Linked DNA regions of Rattus norvegicus: region 1 is linked to region 2. The links are chromatin contacts, called in public Hi-C maps. All regions are on one chromosome and are shown on one strand. The core of a region is the stretch at or near the end of the contact, and the rest is flanking DNA. Distances in the headings are between cores, read along the strand shown. Region 1 overlaps Clip2 (CAP-GLY domain containing linker protein 2). Region 2 holds the start of Rfc2 (replication factor C subunit 2).

The links. A called contact is a pair of places that touch in the nucleus more often than the background predicts.
Region 1: a contact with region 2 is called in a Hi-C map of kidney, with 8 times the contacts expected there. The contact joins the enhancer-like site here to the promoter of Rfc2 in region 2. A contact is called at or near these places in 12 of 12 Hi-C or Micro-C datasets (the A7r5 cell line, the Rat2 cell line, Schwann cells and 7 more) and 1 of 1 datasets of contacts at active chromatin or transcription factors (oligodendrocytes).

Annotation. Positions count from the first base shown.
Region 1 is chr12:27,848,576-27,853,870 of GRCr8, reverse strand. It overlaps Clip2 (CAP-GLY domain containing linker protein 2), which reads right to left. Exons shown (of 17, transcript NM_021997.2): 10 at 3,676-4,611; 11 at 937-994. Among named protein-coding and RNA genes, the nearest start is that of Gtf2ird1, 40 kb to the left of the region's middle. Within about 2 kb of position 2,805, at least 18 of the 93 cell types and tissues checked have an H3K27ac peak or open chromatin away from gene starts, as enhancers often do.
Region 2 is chr12:27,768,022-27,773,703 of GRCr8, reverse strand. It overlaps Rfc2 (replication factor C subunit 2), which reads left to right and starts at 3,679. Exons shown (of 11, transcript NM_053786.1): 1 at 3,679-3,813. The coding sequence starts at 3,716.

The DNA.
Region 1 (5,295 bases), core at 1,556-4,055, 81 kb before region 2:
AAGGCAAGGGGCGACCCCTCCTGGGGAAATTCTAAAAGCAGTCAAACTCAGCTTCTAGGTCTAGGTCTCATCTCCTGAGTCACCCACCCAGAGGACCCAGTACTGTGTGGTTTAGGGAACACGGATCTCCACCTCTCTGGTTTCCTCCATCAAAGGATGGGGGTGGGAGGGAAGGAAATAAAGATGGTGTCCACAGAACCAGAAAGAGGATCCCATGTTGAGTTGCTTCCCAAGCCGTTCAGCCCTGAGCTTCTGGTCCTCCTGCCTCTCCTTCCCAAGAGCTAGGATCACAGACGTGTTATCACCAGGCCCAGTTGTACGTGGTGCTGGGGATGGAACCCAAGGCTTCATGCACGCCAGGCAAGCCCTGTTCCAAGCCACACCCTCAGCCCCCAATTTATATCTACTTGGGAATTTATAATATCCTGGACATAGAATTTGGATATAAAGTCCAAGTTAGACCTGATCTCATGGGAATCCTATCTCACATGATTATTTTTTGAGACAGGGTCTCAATATGTAGCCCAGGCTAGCCTTGAACTCAGGGCAGTCTTGCCTAAGCCTCCCTAGTATTGGGATTATAAGCATGTGTGTGGGTAGTTTATGTCTAATTTTGGGGGTAAGTGGTTTGAAACAAGAGTTTCTCTGTGTAGCCCTGGTTGTCCTGAACTCATTCTGTAAACCAGGCTGGCCTCAAACTCAGATCTCCTGCCTCTGCCACCCACGCAGGAGCTGGGATTAAAGGTGGGTGGGAAGGTGGTTCTTGAGAAGCTGAGATCCCTGTTCTTTCAGTGATCGCAAAGCACCCACTGTGGAGGGGTGACTGCACACGGCAAGCACCTCTCATGGAGACGCTCGAGGCAGACCACGTGACTCAGCTCCAAGGCGGTACCCAGCTTCCCACAAAGTCTGGACTCCTACCCCGAGGCTACTCACCCTCCACAGTCTCCTTCATCCGAATCTTCTCCTCAGAAAGGTCATTGGACTCGATCACCTGAAAGGACAGTCCTGTAAGAGGACATGCCTGCCACCAGGCCACACCTCAACCTGTGAAAAGGAACCTTGGGAGGATGCAGGGACCCAGTGTGCCAGCAGGGGGAGCAGACATACTTGAATCCCTCTCCGTGAAAAAAGGGAAGCACCCAGCAGGCTTCCTGCTGCCCCTGAACTGCTATTTGGAAAGTAAGGAGCAGAGGATGAAACTTAGGACGTTTTCCATATTAGGCACCAGCTCTATCACCGAGCCACGCCCCCAGCCCCTCATGGTGGATTCTAGGCAGGGGCTCTACCACTGAGCCACGCCCCCAGCCCCTCCCTGGGGGATTCTAGGCAGGTGCTCTACCACTGAGCCACGCCCCCAGCCCCTCACTGGGGGATTCTAGGCGGGGGCTCTACCACTGAGCCACGCCCCCAGCCCCTCACTGGGGGATTCTAGGCAGGGGCTCTACCACTGAGCCACGCCTGTAGCTCATTCCCTATTGACTTATTAGAATGGGTTATCAACTTATTCTGCAGCTCAAGGAGGCCTGGAGATTGCGATTTTCCTGCTGCAGCTCCTGGTAGCTAGAATTTATGGTACTGAGTCACCAGGTCTGACTTGGCTATACCCTTGGTTAAGAAGATATTAAATAGAGGTGTCTTTTTTTTTTTTTCTTTTTCTGAGATCTGCCTTGGCAATCTTTTGCAGGACACCAGCCTTGACGCTCCAATCATAAAACAAGCTCTCAATATATACAACAGAGCGTGGATGGCCCATCTAGGGGCTTCCTTAACTGCCTTCTTCACAATGCTTATTTAATAGTAAACTCAGAAGCCAAGGAAGAAGAAGTTGATTGAAAAAGAAAAAAGGAGGAGCTGGTGAGACGGCTCAATTGGTAAAAGGCTTGCCTTGCTACTGCTTGAGTCTGGGCCCCAGAACCCACCTAAAAAGCTGGACACAGTGGTGCACACTTGTAATCCAAGCACCGGGAAGCAGATACTGGCTGATCCTTGGTGATGGGTGGCCAACCAGCCAACCTACCTACTTCAGATACCCCATGTCAAAAACAAATAGACTGTACCCAAGGTTGACCTCTGACCTCCACACATATGCACCCCATATACACATGCATGTGCACACATGTGAGCATGTACACACACAAACACATATATCAGCAAGGTGGAATATGGTGATACAAATCTGTAATCTTAGCACCTGAGAGTTAAAGACAAGAGGATCAAGAATTTAGGGTTAGGGGGCTGGGGAGATGGCTCAGCGGTTAAGAGCACTGACTGCTCTCCCAGAGGTCCTGAGTTCAATTCCCAGCAACCACTTGGTAGCTCACAACCATCTGTAACGGGGATCCGATGCCCTCTTCTGTTATGTCTGAAGACAGTGACAGTGTACTCACATACATAAAATAAATATATAAATCTTTTAAAAAAATTAAGGTTATCCTCAGCTACAGAGTGAATTTGAGGCTAGCCTGGGCTATGCAAGACCCTATCTCAGACAAACAAATAAGAAAAGAAAAAAAAGAGTTTCCTCCTGAGAGGAAGGCAACTATAGAATGCTATAGCACAAGGCAGGAAGAGGTCCTTTCTTACAAGACTTGGACCTACAGACAATTGATTCCCTGAATACCACACTGCAGAGCGATATCGTGCATGGACTAATTATCACAGTCCTAGCTGACCCTTTGTAAGGCTATTTTAAATGAGTTATTGGGGGCTGGAGACGCAGCCTGGCAGTTAAGAGTGGGCACTGCACTCGCAGATTACCTGGGTGTAATTCCCAGCACACAAGCCAGGTGGCGCACAGGCACTCGGAACGCCGGCTCCATGGTTTCCGAAGCCTCTGGCCACCATGGGCATTGGTGCTCACGGTGTATGGCTAAACACAATACATCTTGAAATGGACCAATGCAGGACTCAGAAATGTGGAGCTCGGAGCCGGTGAAGCATCCTTGCTGGACTTGCTAGAATGGACAGGGCTCTCTATACTCCTTGACACCCCCTCAAGGACTAATGGGACATGCTCATCTGGAGCAAGGACGATATAGCTGGGTACTTCTAGACTTGGGACAAAGTGGGTCATGGTGGCTGGGACCTTTCTGGAAGATAGAGAGACATCTTTGAGTCCCCGGGGAGGTGTCTGAGACAAGGACCTGGGAGGAGCAGGTCCTTTTTGTGGGTGCTACCTGAGTACTGGGTACCAGAGAGGAAATGGGAGCAACCTGTTCAATAGACTGTGTGTACTGTTTTGTCACGCTGGGGATGGAACTGAGGACCTCTGCTAGGGGGGCATTCTAGTGCTCTGGCACTGAGCCACACACTCAGCTCATTTAAAAAAATTAACTTTGAAATAGAATCTCACTAAGCTACTGAGGTTGGCCTCGAACTTGCCATTTGCCAAGTCTCAGCCTTCCAGTCTAAGCCAGTCAGCGTTCAGGGGCTAGCAAAATGGTGCCTTCGATGGCTCTCAAAGCCTGTGTATGAAGGGTCAAGCAGGGTCCTCTTAGACTACAGTGGTCCCAAGAATCCTCATGGCTCTGATGGAGGGAGACGGAAGCTCCTCCTCTGGGGCTCCCTTGGTCAGCTCCAGGCACAAGGAAAAAGCTCCCCCAGCTGGCATGCAGAGGCCACGCCCTCCCTGTCCCTCCCCAGCTGGGCCCCACAGAAGCGAATGCAGCCTACATGGCTGTGCTGGGCTGAGCACAGGGACTCGACAGCCTGCAGTCTATTCTCAGCCACCAGAAGCTTTTCCCGCAGCCGCTCGGCCTCCTGCCTGCTCTGGGCTTCCGCCCTCTGCAACATCTCGTAATCCAGCATCTTCTTTTCAGCCAGCGAGATCTGTTCTTTGAGGAACTCGATGGCCTGAGCCTGGCCGCGGTATTCCACATCCAGTCCCTCCAGCTCCTGCACACGTAGCTGGGCGTCACGACATTGGTCCTGGGCTTCTTGTAGCTCCAGCCGGTGCTGGCTGGCCTGCTCCTCCAGCTGTGCCCTCCAGTGCTGCTGCAGCCCGGCCAGCTCCTCCTGGGCCTCTTGCAGCTTCTGCCGCAGGCCCTCTTTCTCCTTCCCATGCATGGCCGTCTCTAAGTCATGCTTGGCCTGCAGGTTCCCTAACTCCAGTTGGTGCTCCATTTTGATGCCCTCCACCAGGGCCTTCAGCTCGCCAATCTCCTTCTGCTGGGCGCCTGGGCCAGAGTTCAGCGTGGCCTTCAGGTCTTCTAAAGATTTCTGGTGATCGGAGGCCAGAGAGTCCAGCTTGGATTTCCAGTTGTCCATGAGCCCCATGTTCTCGGTGGTGGCCTGCTGGACCTTGGCCTTGAGGTCTGCCACTTCCTGAGCGTACTTCTCGTTGGCTGCCCGAAGCTTGTCCACTTCTGTCTGGTACGTCTTTAGCATGTGCTCATACTTGTCCTGGAGCAGGGTGCTGTCCCGCTGGTGCTCCTTGCTAGCCGACAGCAGCCGCTCTCGCAGCCGCAGGGTCTCAGCGGCCTCTGGGTGGTCCGCAGGTGGTGGACCTGACTGGAGGAGGCAGTGTTGTAGCTCTTCGATCTCACCACGCCGCAGGCTCAGCTCTTCTTCTAACTGCAGCACCCGAGACTTCTCAGCCACTGTGGTCAGCTAGCAGGAGAGAGACAAGTCAGTGACCATGGATCAGTGATGGGGACATGCCAGCCAGGATGGGGGGACAGTCAGATGATGGGGAGGTGCCTATCCCTAGCTGGTGGTTACTGGCTGTTCTCAGGGACTCTATTGTACCCCAAATGATGGATGGGGTGAACCAAATGTCCTCATTGCTTAGGTAGCTTAGAACACATCACTGCACAAGAGAGGTTTGAGCTTAGAGGACTTTCTAGAGGCTAATATGTTATGTGTATGCATATCTCAGCAATCCTCCTGCCTCAGCCTCCCATGCCCAACCAGATAACCATTCTCTGACTTGCAGGTGGAGCTGTAGATCAAGGGGCCTATCTAGTGGGTGCTAAACCATCTAGTGAGTTTCCTGCACACAGCGTTCAGGCACACCAGTGCCTGTGATCATCTGGTCATGGCCGGCGTACACATGAAGCCATGTGTCTCCAGATACCCACAGCCCTGCACAGTGCTTCGGCTACTATCCACAAGCTGAGCCCTTGCCACAAGCCTCCAACTGTCTGCAGGGTGGTTTTCCTAATCAATTCTTGCTGCCTGGTTAAATTCCTCCCAGCAGAACTAGAGGTAGGCTGGCTAGCCATTTGGACACATGTATGGGTTACACGTACAAAAGGTGTGGAGAGGCCAGCTGGGCCTGGCATACAGGACATA
Region 2 (5,682 bases), core at 2,430-4,929:
TATCCTCCTCCTGTCTTAGCCCCTTCAGTAGCTGGGACATCATTGATGTGGGCCACCATGCCCTTGACTATGAGTCCTCTGTGTTAACTGTGTCTTCCCCTTCGAGCTCAACCCTCCGCCTGCTTGCTCCGTCACAGTAACCAAGGAATTGCACTCAGCCGAACTCAGGAAACTGAGACAGGGGAATCACAATTTTGAAGCCTCCTTGGACTACATAGTAAGACCTACTTGCAAATAAATAAATAAACAAACAAACAAATTAAATAAAACCCAAAAGGCACCAAAATTGAAGTCTGGGGTCTGGAAAAGTGTGAAAGCTTACATATTGACATGCTGTACATAACGCGCTAGGTATGAGGAAGACATTACTTCCTCTGAGACATAGCCTTCTTGGAATGCACACCCTCAGGGTAGCACAGAAGGTAGTGAGCCTGTGCGTGGGTGTGTGCGAGTGTACATGCCGGGGCAGGCCAGGACTCGGTCAAAGGGCGTACTTCAAATTCTTCAGATAATGAAGCCCACACACGGAGATCGCTGGGATTAGAGAGAACAGACACAAACATATAGGCCTAGGTATTGGGGGTGTGGCTCCTGGATTACAATGTTAGCCTAGGATCCATAAAGCCCTGGATTTGATCCTTAGCAGGATTTTGGGGAGAAGACATGATCTTTCCCTGTCAGTGCAGGCAGACAGATGGCTTTGTTTTTAACAACTAAAGACATCAATCATCAATCTTCCTATTCTACTACTGATGGGTACTTATTTCCTGTTCCCCTGAACCATTTAAACAAACATTGTAGTACACATATCTATGTCATGTGTGTAAGCATTTATTTTCATTTTATTTAGTGTGTGTGTGCGTGTGTGTGTGTGTGTGAGCGTGTGCGCTATATGTGTATATGCCATGTATGCTTGTGCCACTGAGCCATCTCTCCAGCCCAAGTACAAATTTCTAAAGCATCATTAGAACCTGACAAGGTCGGGCTGGAGGGATGGCTCAGCGGTTAAGCGCACTGGCTGCTCTTCCAAGGGAGCAGGTCTGGTTCGTAACATCTATATGCCAGCCTACAATTGTCCGTCACTCCAATCTCAGGGCGCTAATGCCCTTTTCTGGACTCCACAGACACCTGACATTCGTAGTATACTTAGATGCATGCAGACAAAACATCCATATACATAAAATAGGAAATAGAAACCTCTTAGGAAGAAAAGAAGGAAAGAAGGAAGGAAGGAAGGAAGGAAGGAAGGAAGGAAGGAAGAGAAACAGACAGGGTCTTCTCCAGAAACCACTGAGCTTTGCTGAGAAGGGGTTGGGGAGTCAGTAGTTAGGTAGGTCCTACAAAAAAAGAAATTAAATACAAACACTCCAAGTACTGATGCCTGCTATAGGCAGGACAAGTCTGAAGCTGAGGTCAGGCTGCACTGGCCTCTCAGTCTAGAGATCAAAAACTAAAACCAGTCTGAGGATGCTTGCCTAGGATGCTCGAAGTCCTGGGTTCCAACCCCTGCAATGCATAAACTGGGCGTGGTGATGCGTGTCTGCAATCCCAGCATTCCAGAGGTAGAGGCAGGGGGTTCAGAAGTTCAAGACCAGAGTGTTGCAATGCTTTTAGTCCCAGCATTTGGGAAGCAGAAGCAGGTGGATATCTGTGAGTTTGAGACCAGCCTGGTCTGCATAATGAGTTCCAGGACAATCAGGGCTACAGAGTGAGATTCTGTCTTGAAACAAGGAAGAAAACACACACACACACACACACACACACACACACACACACACACACACACAGAGAGAGAGAGCGAGAGAGCGAGAGAGAGAGCATATTTGTCTCTCATCAATCATTTGCAGAGGGATTCATGAGACATATCTTGTCCAAGTTGGGTGCAACTGGTCCCTTGTTGTTCTGCGGATGAAGTGGTCCCAGTGGTGTCAGCAGGGACATGCTCACTGAGGAAATGTCAACAGACCAAAAACAAAAGTAAAGACAGACCACAGCTCAATGATAGGCCTGTGCGGTACAGGGACTGACAGACCACCCACAGCCAAGGTCTTAAAGGTCACCCCACATCCAGGGACATAAAATGTGTCCTCTCTGCCCGTCTGTGAAAGTGCCGTCCTTGTTTTCTTATTACTAAAGAGGAAGCAAGAAGGCCAAGCGTGGCCGGAAGTGGTGGCGCAGCCTTTGATCTCAGCATTCCAAGGACAGGAGCAGGGGGATCTCTGCCAGTTCAAATCCAGCCTGGTCTACACATCCAGGTCAGCCAGGGAGAGACATTGTCTCCGCTACAATAACAAAAAGCAAGACAGGAGATTCAAAACTGCTAAGCTAATGTTTAACTAAAGAGTTCAAACGCAAACCTCTGTGCTTATGAGAGGCACTTGGTGGAATGTATCTAGGCAGGCAGACTATGGAAATAAGCAGTTTGCTGAGGTTGCTAACCATGGGGCAAACCTGCTTGGAAATCACCAGCCTTACACCTTGAAAATGCCACCTTGGGAGAAAACATCTTTTTTTTTTTTTTTTTTTTTTTCTTGTTGATACTGGTGGTGGAACCCAGGGCTTCTGACACAGGCCCTATTATTTGAGGCAGAATCACATACCTTAGGTCTGCCTCCGTCTCCCAAGCGCTGACGCTACAAGGTATTGTCAGGTCAGCTTTTTTGTTGTCTTGTTGAGACAGAGTCTCCCCTATGTAGGCCCAGCCTGGCCTAGAACTCACTCTCCTCCTGCCTGTTTTGTTAATGTAAGAATGACAGGTATGTACCACTCTGCCTGGCCAGAAAGTATCATTAGTTTTGTTGTTGATATTTTATTTTATTTTATTTTTTGGATTTTTGTGAGAAGCTCTCACTATGTAGTTCTGGCTGGCCTTGAACTTACAAAGATCCACGTGCCTCTGCTCCCAAGTGCTGGAATTAAAGACAAGCCTGGACCTAGAAAGTAATCTCTTTAAAAAAAAAATACTTATTTTAGTCAGACAGTGGTGATGCACACCTTCGATCCCAGCACACAAGAGGCAGAGGCAGGCAGATGTCTGAGCTCGAGACCAGCCTCGTCTACAGAGTGAGTTCCAGGACAGGCAGGGCTACACAGGAAACCCCGTCTCAAAAAAACAAGTAATTTAATTATGTGTATTCATGTGTATCTGTGTTGGTATGGGCACGTGAGTGCAGATGTTCTCAGAGTCCAGAAGAGGGTGTTGGATCCGCTGGAGCTAGAATTACAAAGGTCTGTGAGAGGCTTGATGTGGGTGCTGCAAACCAAACTCAGGTTCTGGACAGGAACGGTATGGGCTCTCAACCAGGGAGCCTCTCTCCAGACCTGGTCTACAAATTCCAGGGCAACCAAGGGCTACATAGAGAAACACTGTTTCTAAAAAAAACAAAAAAACAAAAAAACAAAAAACAAAAAACAAAACGAAACAAAACCTAAGGAAGTAAAAAGAAAACAAAACGAAATGAAATAGAGTACAATTAAATAAGATACAATAAAATGTCTCTCTTCCCCCGCCTCTCAAACGCGAGCTCTGTGGCCACCGCGACCTCTAGCGGCCAGGGGATGGCTACGCTGTGCTCTCTGCGCAAGCGCAGGAAGAGACCGCCTCCCCAAACACGCACTTCCGCTTGCTCTCAGCGTTGCCCGGAAACCTGGGTCCAGACTTCCGTGGAAGCGTCATGGGGCGGAGCTTCGGGTGGCGGGAAGAGCAGGCACCGGAATGGAGGTTCAGGAGAGCGGCAGTGGCTCGGCTGAGAGTGGGACGCAGGAGCCCTCGCCTGTCCCCAGCAAGACCACCGGCCACTACGAGCTGCCGTGGTGAGCCTGCAGCCATAGTAACGCTCGCGTAGAGGGATGGCAAGTGAGGGCGGGCTCAGTAACTCCAGGAACCCGGCTTCGGCCTGGGTCTAGGGGGGCACACCGAAGGTGCAGAAGTCCCCCAGAACCACCCCAGAAGGTTCAGGTCCCCAGGAACGCAGATTTTCCTTTTTCTTCTTGGAAAATCTGCTAGGTTTTTGTTTTTCTTTATTTTTTTTTTTTGAGACCGTGCCTTATGTAACCCAGGCTGGACTTGAACTCACTACATAGCAAAGGACGACTTTAAACGTTGATCCTGGGGCGACAGGCATGCATTATTTCCGTAAAGCAGTGCCGGGGATGGAACACAGAGCCTCGTGCGTGCTAAGCTAGCACTCTACCGACTGAGGCCCATTCACAGCCCTGGGTTTCACTGTGCAGCCCAAGCTGGCTTTGAACCTTCTGCAGTCTTCCTGCCTCAGCTTCCCAAGTGCTGGAATGGCAGGTGTGAGCCACCAGGCACCTGTTAGGTCATCATTAGCGGCATAGTGAGTTTGAGACCAGCGATTAGAGTACTTGAAAAACTGAGTTTAGTCCCTGGATTCTACATTTTGGAAGGAGAGAACTGATTCCCAAAGTTGTTCTCTGATCTCCACAAATAATAAACGTGTATGGATATATACTTAAAACATAAAGCATTCAGGAGGCTGGAGATGGTGGATCTCTTGAGTTCGAGGATCAGGAGTTCCAGTCTGGCAAGGACTGTGTGAAACTGGAGAGAGAGAAAGGAAAGAAAACAATGAAAAAAAAAAAGAGCAAAGGAAACTGATGGTCAGATCATGGTTAATCTACATCCGTACGCAGAGCTAGAAAAACGTCCTTTTGGCTTTCAACATTGACTGTTTATTTAAAAAGCAGAACTTAGTGGTCAGAAGGTTGAGCTAGACAGATCATGAGTTCCAGGCCATCAGGAGATTGATCCAGTTGATAGGGTGCTTACTGTCAAATGGAGACCCACATTTCCATCCCCAGCCCCTCGTGGTCTGGGCCTAGCGATACATGCCTATGATCTTGGAACTGGAGAGCTAGGGGCTGAATAATTGGAATTCAAGGTCATCCTTTGCAACATAGTGAGTATTAGGCTAGCCTGGGCTACACGAGACCCTGTCTATGAATAACTAGATTCTAAATAGGCATAGATGTTTTAAATTTGTGCTCTCAAGCACTGGGCTCTCTCCTGCCTCAAGGGAACAGTATTTTAATGAAGTGACCAAGAGTTATTTTCCCTAAGACCCAGGCTTCCCGGTCATAGTCCCAGACCACCGACTGCTGCTAGAGAGGGAGGGGAGTAGGCCACCTGGAGCAATAGCACATCTGGCCTGTCACCACAGACTCCCTGAAGATAGTCTCCTCATTTGGTATAATAAAGGGGTGCACCTGGGTCCATCGCTGCCCACCTGCCAGCCCCTGCAGATGGTTGTCAAGTGTGCACCAGGGCTGGCGAGCCAGAAACCACAGCTTACGCTGGTTCCCTCTGCTCTGTGGAGTGGACAGGAGGAGCCAGGTCATACAAAAGTTCTGCTGTTATCTTTTCTCAGTTAAGCCTTTCTTTTCACACTTCTTTACTGGGGGGAAGACCTCTAGTATTCTACCGTTCTACCGTGTGGGTCCCAGGGATCAAACCCAGGTGGTCAGGCCTATCAGCAAGCACTTTGATCCATTGACCCGTCTTGCTGGCTCCTTTCGTGGTTTTGGGTTAGCTGTTGGTTGGTTGGTTTTTGTCTGTTTAAGGTTCTCTTTAAGTGTGTGAGCGCTTTCTTTGTCTGTGTGTCTATATGGGACAATGTATGCGGGCAGACATGAAGAGGCCAGAAGAGGGCATTGGATCCC